Regions from separate parts of the Mus musculus genome. Here all the other regions are linked to region 4. Evidence: chromatin contacts called from public Hi-C, HiChIP or PLAC-seq and promoter capture Hi-C data. All regions are on one chromosome and are shown on one strand. The core of a region is the stretch at or near the end of the contact, and the rest is flanking DNA. Distances in the headings are between cores, read along the strand shown.

Evidence for each region. Promoter capture Hi-C pulls out the DNA fragments that hold promoters and counts their contacts. A called contact is a pair of places that touch in the nucleus more often than the background predicts. HiChIP or PLAC-seq counts read pairs in DNA pulled down with a chosen protein or histone mark.
Region 1: a promoter capture Hi-C map of liver shows a contact between it and region 4, with 5 times the contacts expected there. The contact joins the promoter of 4930430F08Rik here to the promoter of Galnt4 in region 4. A contact is called at or near these places in 2 of 39 promoter capture datasets (liver and pre-B cells), 1 of 484 Hi-C or Micro-C datasets (CD4 T cells) and 1 of 115 datasets of contacts at active chromatin or transcription factors (embryonic stem cells).
Region 2: an H3K4me3 HiChIP or PLAC-seq map of craniofacial prominence shows a contact between it and region 4, with 11 times the contacts expected there. The contact joins the promoter of Dcn here to the promoter of Galnt4 in region 4. A contact is called at or near these places in 3 of 39 promoter capture datasets (3T3-L1-derived adipocytes, embryonic stem cells and hippocampal neurons) and 1 of 115 datasets of contacts at active chromatin or transcription factors (craniofacial prominence).
Region 3: a contact with region 4 is called in a Hi-C map of uterus, with 4 times the contacts expected there. The contact joins the enhancer-like site here to the promoter of Galnt4 in region 4. A contact is called at or near these places in 2 of 39 promoter capture datasets (hippocampal neurons and pre-B cells), 1 of 15 datasets of contacts at CTCF or cohesin (large pre-B cells), 2 of 484 Hi-C or Micro-C datasets (B cells and uterus), 11 of 115 datasets of contacts at active chromatin or transcription factors (astrocytes, embryonic forebrain, embryonic midbrain and 7 more) and 1 of 9 other capture datasets (liver).

The regions. Positions count from the first base shown.
Region 1 is chr10:100,587,490-100,591,005 of GRCm38.p6, forward strand. 4930430F08Rik (RIKEN cDNA 4930430F08 gene) reads right to left here and starts at 1,770. Exons shown (of 7, transcript NM_175128.2): 1 at 1,538-1,770. The coding sequence starts at 1,627. It also overlaps a transcript of 1700017N19Rik not described here.
Region 2 is chr10:97,477,741-97,481,004 of GRCm38.p6, forward strand. Dcn (decorin) reads left to right here and starts at 1,760. Exons shown (of 8, transcript NM_001190451.2): 1 at 1,760-2,049.
Region 3 is chr10:97,344,196-97,347,479 of GRCm38.p6, forward strand. No RefSeq gene overlaps it. Among named protein-coding and RNA genes, the nearest start is that of Mir3966, 78 kb to the right of the region's middle. Within about 2 kb of position 1,371, at least 4 of the 459 cell types and tissues checked have an H3K27ac peak or open chromatin away from gene starts, as enhancers often do. A contact at or near this core is called in uterus, where this site is marked.
Region 4 is chr10:99,106,131-99,109,610 of GRCm38.p6, forward strand. It overlaps Galnt4 (polypeptide N-acetylgalactosaminyltransferase 4), which reads left to right and starts at 2,005. Exons shown (of 1, transcript NM_015737.4): 1 at 2,005-3,480. The coding sequence starts at 2,285. Poc1b (POC1 centriolar protein B) reads left to right here and starts at 952. Exons shown (of 12, transcript NM_027740.7): 1 at 952-1,093; 2 at 1,662-1,746. The coding sequence starts at 1,079.

The DNA of each region.
Region 1 (3,516 bases), core at 520-3,019, 1.5 Mb after region 4:
AATTGACAATTTCTTTAAAAAGCCAAAGTCAAAATGCTTCATGAATGCACCCTTTTCATGACTGATCTCCTCAACAACATGATCAAACATCACATTTCTCTTCTCTTAGCATGTCATCTCTGGTCAGCATGTCAGCTGTGATGGTCTTACATGATGATCTGCATAAGACCTTCAAGTCACAGAGCATCTTACAGGACAGGGATGGAGCTCAACGGGCACGGGGAAGCATTTCTCATCTAGCATGTGCAATACTCTGGGGTTTATCCTGAGCTACTAACCTGTGGGTCTCCCCAGTCTCTTGGATCAGAGACCAATATGGTCCACAAGCGAACAGAGATGGCAGAGGTCGCGTAGTGGGTGCAAGAGGATTCGGAAGCCCTGTGAATGTATACTGTGAATACCCACACGGCGACCAACTATCAGGAGGCATATTACTTTGGGTGATTCAAGGCTTATGTTTTGAGTGTCTGAGGGTGGGATGGGCAGAAAGGTCATTCATTGGCTGAGGGTTTAGGTTACCAAAATGCCTCATTAGGGAAGAAGCTTTTAAGGAATCTCAAGTGCTGTTCTTTCCATTAGAAAGAGAATGGTCCTGTGTGCTAATTGAGGCTGCAGGCTATGTGAGGGCTTAGAATTCCCCAACAAGGTCAGAGAAGAAGCCCCCCTCTAATGGAGTCTCCCATATTGCCCCAGCCCAGAGTTTATCTGTTCATCTGTGTTAAGAGTCAGGCTCTAAAGGTGATGGGAGAGTGATAGAGCACCAAAATGGTAGCGGGAGTGGGGGGTGGGGGAGCGAGCTGGAGATTTGGAGATTACAGGGAGCTTGTGAAGTTTGTTGAAGGGGAGAGGGGACAACCTAAATTATTAAGAAAATGACACGAGGAAACCTCTTTGTACGCTAATTACAAAAAATAAAAAAATAAAAAGACCAGAGGGCCAAAGGTTCAGCGGTAATGTTGAAAAGTCACTTCAGATGCACATGCAGATCCTGAGTGAGAAGTTAAGAACTGCTACATATCAAAGAACCATACTGATATAAGCTATCTATATATTCATTCTCTTACTTTCACTAAAGGCTCACTATGTGTAAAACACGTAGCAATACGACTAGTACACCTTCGGATGAGAACTCAAATTAAGCAAGAAATTACACGAGGTCTGATTTGCGTGACCTAGTTAGGCTAGCTGTCAGCAATGCCATAGGTGCCTAGCACACAACAGGTAAACAATGCCTTCTCATCAGACTTTTGACAGTAGTTCCATGTTAGACTACCATGATATCTCATTATTCCAGTGCTGTTAAGGGAAGATGACCAAGTAGGTTTTCAAATCTGCCAGAACACGTTTGAATCACCTGATCGGGGAGGATACAATTTACAAAGGACTCTCCCACACTCCTTGCAACTAAGAAGATACAAGAAGCTGGAGGTCAGGGGAAATGGGAACTTCACCCAGACCTCCCGGGTAAAACGTGCTGGGCTCCGGGGCAGCAGCGCAGCACTGGAGGAGCCGCCCAGCAGCACTCGCCGCCGGGTACCTGATGCTCCCGCTTGGCTGAAGGCTCAGCTTTCACCTCCGTCACAAACACACACGGCATCTTCCGCTGCACCGAGCCCAGGCGCTTCATGTTGCCCACGCGCAACCTGTCTCCACTGCGCTGGGCCCCGGGCGGAGGAAGTCTGCAGAAATGAGCTAGAATCCAAACACCAGCCAGAAGATCCTAACTGCACCACCAAGGTCCACTCCGGAGAGAGGCGGGGACTCACTACCGGAAGCGACCGCCTAGTCGCGGTGCATTCTGGGAATTGTAGTGCGACCGCGAGGCTACAGAGCATGCGCCTCCACATGCGTGATTCCCCTGTGTTTTGATGTCCAATTAAAAATAAAAATAAAAGAACCGTTACCCGATGTTGTATACTTGGCCACTACTTAGTATCGATGATGTTTTCGGGAATTAATGTTAAGTTATAAGTAATAAATCACTTTAGGATGCATTTTAGCATGTTTCTAATGAAACTCTCTTACCTGCTTATTTTCTATCAAATGTAAGGGATTGGAAACCCAGAGAAGTTTAGAAAATACTTTCAGACATTCCCTAATGTTCTGACAGAAAAACTGACTTCCCAGGAAAAACATTCAAACAAACAAACCTTACAATGAACAAAACTGAATTTGTTTGAATTAATCACCACGCAGTGTACAGTTTGTTTTTTGATAACCTTTCCAATGAGAGTAAAAATTAAACAAGTTCAAAAACATAGAAATAACAAAAATCTCTGTCGAGTTTTTCTTGGGAATCCAACAAAAGACTTGAAACAGCTTCATTTGACTTACTGTCTAAAAGGACATTACAAGGAAATAATAAAATTGATGCTTGAATAAAAAATATATTCTAGTAGTAGACCTATCTCATTAAAACCTGAAATCACAGGGAGATTTTTGCCCTTACTATCTTAGGTAATTGAAGAAGCCAATTTATGTTTCCACAATTGTTTTATAATTCCAATTAATATTTTTATAAATGTTTAATCAGCAGGTATCCTACTGCCTAGCGTTTTACTTACTTAGTTCTTGAAAAAAAAAATCAAATAACCTTGTCTCACTTGAAAGCATGTATATGTCAGGGGACTCTCAAAGAATAAAATGTTCTTAAAAACAAGTTTACAGTTTTGTGTTTACTGACTCGGGAGGGAAGGAGGGAGGGAGGGAGGGAGGGAGGGAGGGAGGGAGGGAAATATACCTAAACACACACAATTTTACACAAAACAAAGGGGTTGGTGTAGGGAGAGAGGACCTACAAGTTACAAGTTTCTGGCTGGGTTGTATTGAAACTAGAAACGTTTTAGCCTTTTAAAGTCAAGTGTTGGTACCTTCTTTGAGGCTCTAGAGGAATCCTAAGCAACAGCCCATCTTGTAGGTTTCAGACAATTAAATGACCTTTGAAAGCTCTCAACTGTCATTTCCCAAACTGCCACAGAATATTCTAGATCCAACATTCTGCCATTTCTTAGAAAAGATAATCTTCCAAAAACATTCCACTTGCTCTAAGTCTCTCTCTGGAAGGACCAACAGCTATATTTTGGCTTCTTAAATGCCTGGAGAAAGGTTTCCAACAGGAACAGAAGAGTCCACAGCAGGAAAACATCACAAGATCAGGTTATAGATGTAAACTGTGCTTCTAGTCTAATGGATGCCAGCCTTTAGCTTCCCCTGATTCCCATACAGAGCTGGTAGAGCCCCACCCACCCCTGCCCTTAGAGGAGTGCTACAGAATAAATTGAAAAAGACTTTTTTTTCTTCTTCTTCTCTGATATGTTATTAAGCTAGCACACACCAAGAAGAAACTCCATGTGAATCTATCCTGACCAGCATAAGACAGAATTTCTGGGTCTGTTTTCGAAGACACATTTCCTATCACTTTTCATTACAGGGAGTCAAAAAAAAAATCCTCTCAAGTAGAATCATAGCTTTCTGTAGAAGACTAAAATGAAATCTGCAACAGGACATGGGGTGAGA
Region 2 (3,264 bases), core at 510-3,009, 1.6 Mb before region 4:
GGTCACTGGTTCTCAATTTTTATATTTTCAAAACAGGAGGAGCAACTCTTCTTGGCTAGTTCAATTGTAAACTATATAACACACCAGAAAATAATGGAAAGTAATATTTATGGCGCACTTATACTGAAAGTAAGTTGAAATAAATTTGTTCTATACATTGTCTGCTTTCAAGCTCCATCTAAGACTAACCACTGAGTTACGTTTTCTATGTATTCCACAGGTGCAGAGACTGAAGCTTGGGGAGGTTAGGGGAGTTGCTTTAATTCCTAAACCTGTCATCAAAGGGAAGAACCCAGATATGAACTTTAAACCTAACAGCCCCACCAGTAAAAATTCAAACTAATTTATATGCATCTTTTGTTTCCTCTTGCCAACTTTATTCTACTTTTCTTTCCTATTTCTTTGCTTTCATCTCCTGTCTTATTCTACATTAGGCAATGACTGCTGCCACAATTTGTCCTGACTCACTAGAGTGAAGTTCAGTGTTGCTAAGAAACAAATCATCGATTAAGAAAGACAATGACTATAGTAACTGTGTTAGAGGGACTATGTGTGTTTTCTGGGAGTGAGGCAATGAGCAAGGAGTTATCGCATGTCAGAAGAAACTTATAAATACAAGCAACATTCAGAGGAGAAAGTCAATTAGTGCCAGAAGAAAGGGCATGTTCCTTACACCAATGTCAGCGAACACTTGGACTCAACAGAATCACTCAGCATGCTTCGACTCTGCAAGAATGGAGTGTGTGGAGGGAGAGGTTAAAAGACAGGCAGTTAGACTTGGGAAAGAAGTCAAAATAAGTCTAGCTACATCCTCCCCCTCCCTCAGATTCCCTCTCAAGAATTTAATTCCTTCCAGCTCCATAAAAATAAAAAAATATTTCCTGTCAAAGCATGCACTTAGGTGGGTAAAGGAAGGATAGGGGGAATCTCCTCCTTTTTCATAGATGGTGGCTTCAAGTCCCCACCTGATCAGAGCCTGGAGGCCTGAGCAGAAAAATGCGAGTCAGAACCTGGGAAGGCAAACAGAGCAACCCACAGCATCCAGAGATGGAATTATAAAATCTCCAAAAACTTTCTTCACTGCCTGAATAAACATGTTACTCAATTTGCACTTTCTTCTCCTCCCCCTGCCTATTTACTGAAATTTAAAAAGAGCCACAGAAAGTCCTAATTACATAAGGGACCCATCTATAAAAATTATTATTTTTTTCTTTACTTACAAACTAAATCTTATTGTAATCAGTGTCTAGTTTCTATGTGTTTTATTCAACAACAGCAGCAAAGAATAGACAGTAAGGAAGTTTTTGAAGCCGTAGGTAATGAAAATAATAAACAACATATTTTCCAGATTAAATTCTGGCTTTGTCCCAGAACACCATAGAAATGCATTCAAAATGCACAGAGAACTCCAGAGCACTTGAACTTCAGAGCCCAGGAGTAATTCTATGGAAGTCTAATTAGTCTTCTCTGCAGACCACATTTAAAAAAGCTTTAGGATTAATGCCATTCCATTTTCCAGACCCACACATCTCCAAAGCAAGGGGGAAAAAAGTCATTTCAGAAGGATAATAAATACTACTTACAAACAAGACTGGAAAGGGTGGAGACTGGAATGGGGTTGGGGGTGGGGAGACAAATTCTTCAGTTACAATCTTTTAGAAAAAAAAAAAAAAGACAAATTTCAAATCAAGTTGCTCCACTAGACTACAAAAGCAGTTTGGAATGCTGGGCGGATGCAAAGGGATAAAGCAAATGTGGAGGGGGAGGGAGAAGGGGGCCGATAAAGTTTCTGGCTACAATACAAGAGACGTATCATTACCATATGATCTAATGTGGGTGTCAGCTGGATGCGCTCACGCAGTGAAACCTTAGTTCTTAACTGTGCTATGGAGTAGAAGCAGGAGGTTTTCAACCCAGTGACAGTCACAGGGCAGCACCACCCCCTCCTCCTTCTTTCCACACCTGCAAACCCTTTTGCCTGGGCTGCATAGTTAGTGTTAATTACATCGCAGCTTTGAGGGCTCCTGTGGCAAATACCCGGATTAAAAGGTATGGCTTTCAATAATTGTCCTGAACTCTGCTACAGGCTAATAAAGCTTCTGTCAAGTGGAGGGCAGAAGAAAATATCTGGTGAGAAAAAGGAACGAGAAGGAAGCTGTGCTAAACTTTTAGTAATCTTTAGACAACGTTAGAAATGAATTGCTTGAAAACAGAAGTTAAGTACTCGGTAAAACAAACAAACAAAAAGGCAAAACTGTTTGAATGCATTGGTTTTGTGCTCTTGCTTCTGTTCTTGCAAATATGCTTATTAAAAACTTGTAACCTAACACCATGACTTGTCTATATTGGTAGTTTTGTGTTTGTACTGATGAAATGCTTTGCTCTTTATAAACTGTCAGCAGAAAAGCATTCGTAACTAGCATATTGCTTGTGCCTAAATTAGGTATTTAAGGGTTTCTTCTCGTGCTGTGTTCTTGCATACTTCACAATCTTTAAAACATCAGCAAGACAAGTCTCTGGCTGTAGAAATATAATGCCTACTTCTGCAACACCAGAAATGAATAGGAATTATTACCAGAAAGGTGAAAAGGAACACAGGAAATATTTATGATGTTAAAGATCTGAGATAATACAGCTGCAGAGCTCTTTGGTTATAAATGTTTCTGTCAATATTTTCGATGCAAATTAACCTTTCTTATGAGGTGCATTCACTATGAGGTGAGGGTGGGGGTTGATTCTCATTTTAACTTAAAGCAGAGTAAGCAGAGGACCACTGGTTACGTGTGCCCCAGTGTGTGACTCCAGTGATCTCTGTGCCTGTGGCTTTTTCTTCCTGCAGCTGCTTATTTTAGCAGACCTCTCCAAAAGAAACATAGGTTTTATTGTAGTTCTTGTTTGTGGACAAATGTATTTTTATTGCTTGTATTTTAATTATTCCTATTGTTACTGAAGTTTTAAATTCACCTTAAAATGAGGGATTTACAGATTCACTTCATACATACGTGTTAAGTTTTAACTCTGAAACACCTAACAACAGTATAAGTATGTTTATACAAAAGTTAACCTGGATGAAATAGCTAAGTAAATAAAGAAAGATTGTTTTGGGGCCAGACAGATTACTTTTGGTGAGACATTTCGGAACTTAAACAACTCTTTTTAGTGGAAAAATGGCTTTACAAATATTTGAGAGGAACAGTTTCTACAAGATATAGTGTTGCTTCAGTCACAACCTGTTCGTTTGTAAATTGTTTTTTGTTGTTCTAG
Region 3 (3,284 bases), core at 121-2,620, 1.8 Mb before region 4:
TCCCCCATTCCTCTAAACATGGGAAGGTGCTGCTTTATAAAAAGTATATGGTCACCTGTTGATTGCTTACCAGGCAAATTTTCCTGTTTTTATTGATTAGCAGAAGAATATGTCTTCTGGGAGAGCATAAATTTTATTGTGCATGGCACAAACCATGGGATTTTGAGGAGAGTGATATTTTCTTAACTGTAGGATAATATTATCCTTTATAATAATTTCTTTCTCAGTATTAATATTCTACTTTCAAAATTTCCTCTGGCTATCCTCACTTACCCTGGCCTGGGATTAATATTTGTGTAAGACCCAATTCAAATAAAGTTATATTTTATGTTTCTCTGCCAAGATCGTATGGATATCTCCTTGTGTGACAGAACTAAGTATGTGGCATGCTTGACCTCTACTAAATCTTCTCATATAGTGTTTGTTTCAAGAATTAACATATTTCTTCACTACAGGGCTGATATTTCTCTAAAGATAAACCTTTGGTATCTTACCTTTTGTGTGCTATATAGTATAGGCATAGGCCTGGTACAGACTCCTAGATGAGGCTATGACTGTATCTCACATGTAGCCTTCCATATCTACACTTAAAATATTTGTTTTTTCTTTAATAATATATTGTTTTATGTCCTTTCACAAATCATTCAGTTTATACTTACAACAATGGCAGGGTTCAATGCTATATTACTTTTATTTTTTGAGATATAAAAGTCCACAACTTGTGCCTTTCTTCCATCTCCTTCATCCAAACACACTCTCTCGTGTCCCTCCTTGCTCTCATTCAAATGTGTGAAGAATTCTGGGAAAAGAGTCGTCTTCCCTGGGGAAGAGCAGATCAGTTGGTCAATTGGTCCAAAATCAAATGGTCAGCCCTGAAAACACGCATACTTGTGACATTAGACAGACTGAGAAGGGTACATTTAGGGATATGTATTGGTGTATATTACCAATATTGCTATTGTTCCTTTGTGACTTAACACATACGTCTACATATAACACATGTTAATTATACATGTGTTAAATGCAGGACACACACATATGTATACACACACATACATGTATGTAACAACAATTAATGAAAAAGGGAGTTTCATTTTAAACATTAGATCACTGAGGTTCATGAAAACTTAAGTAGCAACATGAAAACGCAGACGTTTGCGTATGGTCTCAAATCTGGTGGCTATACATTACTCCTCTGTAATATAAAATCTGTCATCTATTTTATTAGATTCCTATCTTGCGTATCCAAGAGTTGGAGAAAGGTAACCTTGACATGTCTTCATCTTAAGAAACCCTCATTGAAATGCTGCACCTGGCCAGCACGGCACATGTCCACCAGATGGCAGTGCAGCTCAACTCAGTACCAAGCCTCTGCAGCAACTCTTGCCTTGGCCAGGATCTCTGTCCGATGTTTTTGTGACACCGTCTTACCACCTTTCTTTCTAGCTGTCACTTTCTAGATTTCTTAAAGGAGAAAATGCTTTGGGTTATCCATCTCCCTAGGTGGGTGGGGAAAAGGGTCACCTTGAACCCAGTACCAGAAATGCAGATCACACAAAAACTCATATAAATTATGATGTATTTGTGCCAGGACATTTTAACTAATCATGAAAATACAAAGTTAGTAACAGTGGACCTCCATTGGATTCTCAACAAAGCCTAAGTTTGTTTACTGTTGAAACACTGGTAAACAACCACTGGGAGTCAGAGAGGGTTCTGGAAGCTAGAGAAAAGTCGCCATGCTTTTATAAGAGCTCCATATCAGGTCTTGAATTTAATCCATGTATAATGAACATGAATTATGTGTGGACTCTTGGGTTAAGTCCCAAAGTAACAGCAACAATATCAGTTACTGGTTGTTATTACTGAGTCCTGACAACGAGGGACATTGTTCAGGACCCTACGGTACTGCCGGGCCCCACGATAATACAAGTAGCCTCCTGGCATGGATAATGGAAGGGAATCTCAGGGAGGTTAAGGCCATTGGTTAAGATCACTGACAAGGTCAATGACTCCTGATTTTACAATGATGGAAAGACAATGACACCTACAGGAGAGAAGAGTCAGGTGCCAACAGATACTGCAGCTGGCAGCCATGGGAAGCATCAAGGCTACTTTCAGAGCACAGTACTTACTCAGGCCCTGGCTTCTGAAATTCTCTTGCACAAAATTAAGATTAGGGAGAGAATATGTTTTTGCTCTGTTTCAAAGTAGCTGTAGACTGCCAATGCCTCAGTGGCTGTGCGTGGTTTTCCAGAAGGTCCCAGTTGATGACTGTCAATCTAGAAAACTTCACCCACTGCTACTTTAGCTAGACTGTAAGGAGCATTACTTAGGCAAGGCTTCTCCATCCAATGGGCTAGATGGAGTCCGATGTAAGTACTCACTGTAAGTACTACACTGAGCCCTTATCCAGGCAGGACTGGTTTTTCTGTTTTACACAGTAACCCTTTGATTTTACCTTTAAATTTTTTTACATGTGTCCTGTGTGAATGTATGTGTGTGTGTGCATGTGTGTGGTATATGTGAGTATGAAAGATCTATGAGAGAGAGAGAGAGAGAGAGAGAGAGAGAGAGAGAGAGAGAGAGAGAGAGAGAGAGAGAGAATGCAGAGCTTAGTCAGTAGAGGACAACCTCATGGAAATTGGTGGTTTTCTCCTCTTTCCACCAGGAATCTTTGAACTCAAGTCTTCAAGCTTGCTATGCCCTTACTTCATGACTATCTTGTCAGAAACACTTTATAGCGACACTCTGCTTGGTGATGAAGGCCTACAAAGGGATCAAATCTGAGTGCTAACCCTCTAAGTGGTTAGTTTCATCTAAGAGGCACAAGCCAGATATCAGGCCTTGAAAGGCAGATCTCTGTATGGTTCACCTCTCTTTCCCAGCCCATACAGAGTCAATGTTTGCACCGAGTGCATTTGTTTTTAGTTTAATGTATTGATTATTCCATCAGGTCATGTGCTCATTACATCACTTCATGTGGCAAATGCTTTATTAAAGGTCAGTACAGGGACAGGGATTAAAGGCGTGCACTAAAAGCATGTCTGTATTCAAGCCAGAGGGATTAAAGGTGTGTGTGTGTGTGTGTGTGTGTGTATGTGTGTGTGTGTGTGTGTGTGTGTGTGTGTGTGTGTGTGATGTCTGCATTCCAGCTGAATCATATCTTTGGATATGATCCCTTGTCAGAGAAGCCTTGTCGCTGTATTAAAATTTCTCTACATGTTATGAACATTTTCTTTCTATCCATTATCAACAATCTCCAAGACAGTGACATGCTTGTT
Region 4 (3,480 bases), core at 755-3,254:
CGGTATTGCACTTACATAATTGCTATATAGTGGTTAAGACTAAACGCAAATACAGCGAGGGAACCTGTAATTACTACACTTTTTATTTACACACAACATGTACCTTACCAGTTTATCACGACATTCCACTGCCAAGAAGTTGTGTTCCGTATGTAATTTTCAGCTGAGTCTTTTATGCTCCGGGGCAGGGTTTAATGCTGTTGTTTGTTGTCGAGGGGTATGAAGAAGCATCAAAATGTGGCCTTCCATGTACAAACTGCCACCGACAACATTCTCTAGCTTTGAAACCCTGTTGCTGAAGCACAAATGATAGTATGTGTGGGGAAAAAAAAAAGTCTAAAGTGGGGACCGTTATTGTAACCACGTGGTCTAGAAACTTTAAAGTTTCCAAGTCTTCCGACCACTTCAGGTGTGTGTGTGAGTTTAATAAGGCATATGCAAACAAGCGGTTGAGAACAGAATAAATCAAATAGATAATAGAATACTATTGAATAAAGAAAAACAGGGTGAACATGTGAATAAAATATTACCCATCATGTGCTGCCAGCATTTGTATCTATAGTACGTGCAAAACCAGTAATTGAACACAAGGAACTTAGTCCCGCTCAACGTCCTGTTACTGTCTAGCTTGTGCACCCAAGCTCCCCTCTCCGGAGTAGCCGAGTTGGGCGCCGTTCTCTTTAAGGTGTAATAGAATCCTGATTGCATCGATCACCGACTCTCCTCCGCTTCGCCACCACCGATCACATCTCTCTCTCTCTCCAAGTCCCAACCCGCTTCCCGACAACAACCCGGTAGTCCGCTACCTCCGAAGCTCGCGGGGCTCGCTGTGTGCGCGCGCGGCGGACCCCCCGCGGCGCGCTCCCGCCAGGCTCTCGGCTGTCGGCAGCGCGCGCGCGCGCGGCGTCTCGGGGCTCGTCTGGCCACGCCTGGAGCGCGGGCTTTGATTGGGCCGCCGTTGTTGTAGTGACCGGGAAGCGCCCGCACTCCAGTCTGACGGTTCCGGGCGCCGCACGGTCCCCCCTCGTCCCCACCCCTCCCTGGTCCCCCAAGGCCCCGGGCGCCGTCCGCTCCCCGCATGGCCTCCGGCCTGGTAAGGTCCCCGCCGCTACCGGAGCCGATCATCCTTGGGCGGCGGGACCGGGAGGAGGGGAACCACGCCGAGTCTGGCAGGCCTGGGAGGTAGCCCCGAGACCCGGAGCTCCGCAGCTCGCTCACCTCCCCGGAGCGGGACGCCGTGCCCGGGTTGAGCGGTGAGCGCTGCTCCCGGAGAGATCCCGGCGCTCGGGGCTGAGGCGGAGCTGGCTCCGGGACTCGCCGGCTGGGTTCCCGCGGCGCGCCTGCGTCAGAATCACCAGGGAGGTTTAAAGAGCGCGGGAGGCTTCGGCGAGCATCTGCAGCTCGGTGCGGTGGGCGGGTCCCTCGGCGGCTCGCCCTGGTGCCTGGGCTGGGGGTTCCTCCCGATGGTGGGGACCCCTCCGGATGGAAGCTGGGGCAGTGCCCGAGCCTCTCAGCCGGGTTGTAATGCCCACGCCTCTCTCGCTGCCCGCTGATGCTGCGGGGTCCTCCTCTTCGATCCCGGGGGACAGGCAACGTTGACGTCTGATGTCGAGAGCTGGAATTCTGCACCTGCTTTCAAACCTAACAACTTTCCATCCTAGGAGGATCCGATTCTGGAACGTTCTTTTAAAGGTCACAAAGCTGCCATCACCTCCGCTGACTTCAGCCCCAACTGCAAACAAATTGGTAAGTTGTTTTTGTTTTTGTTTTTCCTTTCTTTCTTCTTTCCTTTTCTGACAGTAACCAAAGCTCACTTGGCAGAAAGCCTTTCTTCCATCCCTGCCTGAGTGAGCCAGGCGCGATGGGATGTACCCGGCCACTCTGGGTCCCTGGGTCTTTGCTGGGTAAGGACTCGACTGGTCCCGGCCTGACAGACAACTTTCGTGAACTAACCACCAGGAGGAGTGAGTGGGAAGGGGAGGGGTTTGTGATCGGCCCGAGGAGGGTGGAGTATTGGCTGGAGAGTTTGTGAAAAGTTCTGAGACGAGCAGGAGGAAGTGGGGACCGACCAGTTGAGCACCACCAGAGGCCGGGGAGCGAGGGGGTCTCAAGTGACCCCTGGGAAACTCCGGTGTCGGAAAGGAGCCGAGCGCCTACATGAAAGGAGGAACCTTCTCGGAAGTTCGCCCCTACCTGAGCCGGGAACTCCAGCTTCAGGATCCGCGGCGCTTTCCCCGCGTGCTGGCTCGGTGGCCGCGTCTACACACGACCCGTGAGGATCCGGATGGCCGTGAGGTGGACCTGGGCAGGCAAGAGCTGCCTGCTGCTGGCCCTTTTAACACTGGCTTATATTCTGGTGGAGTTCTCAGTCTCCACTTTGTATGCCTCTCCAGGAGCCGGCGGTGCCAGGGAGCTGGGGCCAAGGCGGCTCCCGGACCTTGATACAAGGGAAGAGGATTTGTCTCAGCCTCTTTATATAAAGCCCCCTGCAGATTCCCATGCTCTTGGGGAATGGGGGAGAGCAAGCAAACTCCAGCTCAACGAGGGGGAACTGAAGCAGCAAGAAGAACTTATTGAGAGATATGCCATCAACATTTACCTCAGTGACAGGATCTCCCTGCACCGCCACATAGAGGATAAAAGAATGTATGAGTGTAAAGCCAAGAAGTTCCACTACAGGTCGCTCCCCACCACCTCCGTTATCATCGCCTTCTATAACGAAGCCTGGTCCACTCTGCTTCGGACCATTCACAGTGTTTTAGAAACTTCTCCAGCTGTGCTTTTAAAGGAGATCATCTTGGTGGATGACTTGAGTGATAGAATTTATTTGAAGGCGCAACTTGAAACTTACATCAGCAACCTGGAGAGAGTTCGCTTGATTAGAACCAATAAGAGAGAGGGGCTGGTCCGGGCCCGTCTAATTGGGGCCACTTTTGCCACCGGGGATGTCCTCACTTTCCTGGATTGTCACTGTGAGTGTAACACTGGTTGGTTGGAACCACTTTTGGAGAGGATCAGTAGAGACGAAACCGCAATCGTATGTCCTGTCATCGACACTATTGACTGGAACACTTTCGAATTCTACATGCAGACCGGGGAGCCCATGATTGGTGGGTTTGACTGGCGTTTGACCTTCCAGTGGCATTCTGTCCCCAAACATGAAAGGGACAGGCGAACGTCAAGAATTGACCCCATCAGGTCCCCCACCATGGCAGGAGGACTGTTTGCTGTCAGCAAGAAGTATTTTCAGTACCTGGGCACCTATGACACTGGCATGGAAGTCTGGGGAGGCGAAAACCTTGAGTTGTCTTTCAGGGTTTGGCAGTGTGGCGGCAAGCTGGAGATCCACCCATGCTCGCACGTGGGCCACGTGTTTCCCAAGCGCGCGCCCTATGCTCGCCCCAACTTCCTACAGAATACCGCGCGGGCGGCCGAAGTGTGGATGGATGAATACAAAGAGCATTTCTATAACCGAAACCC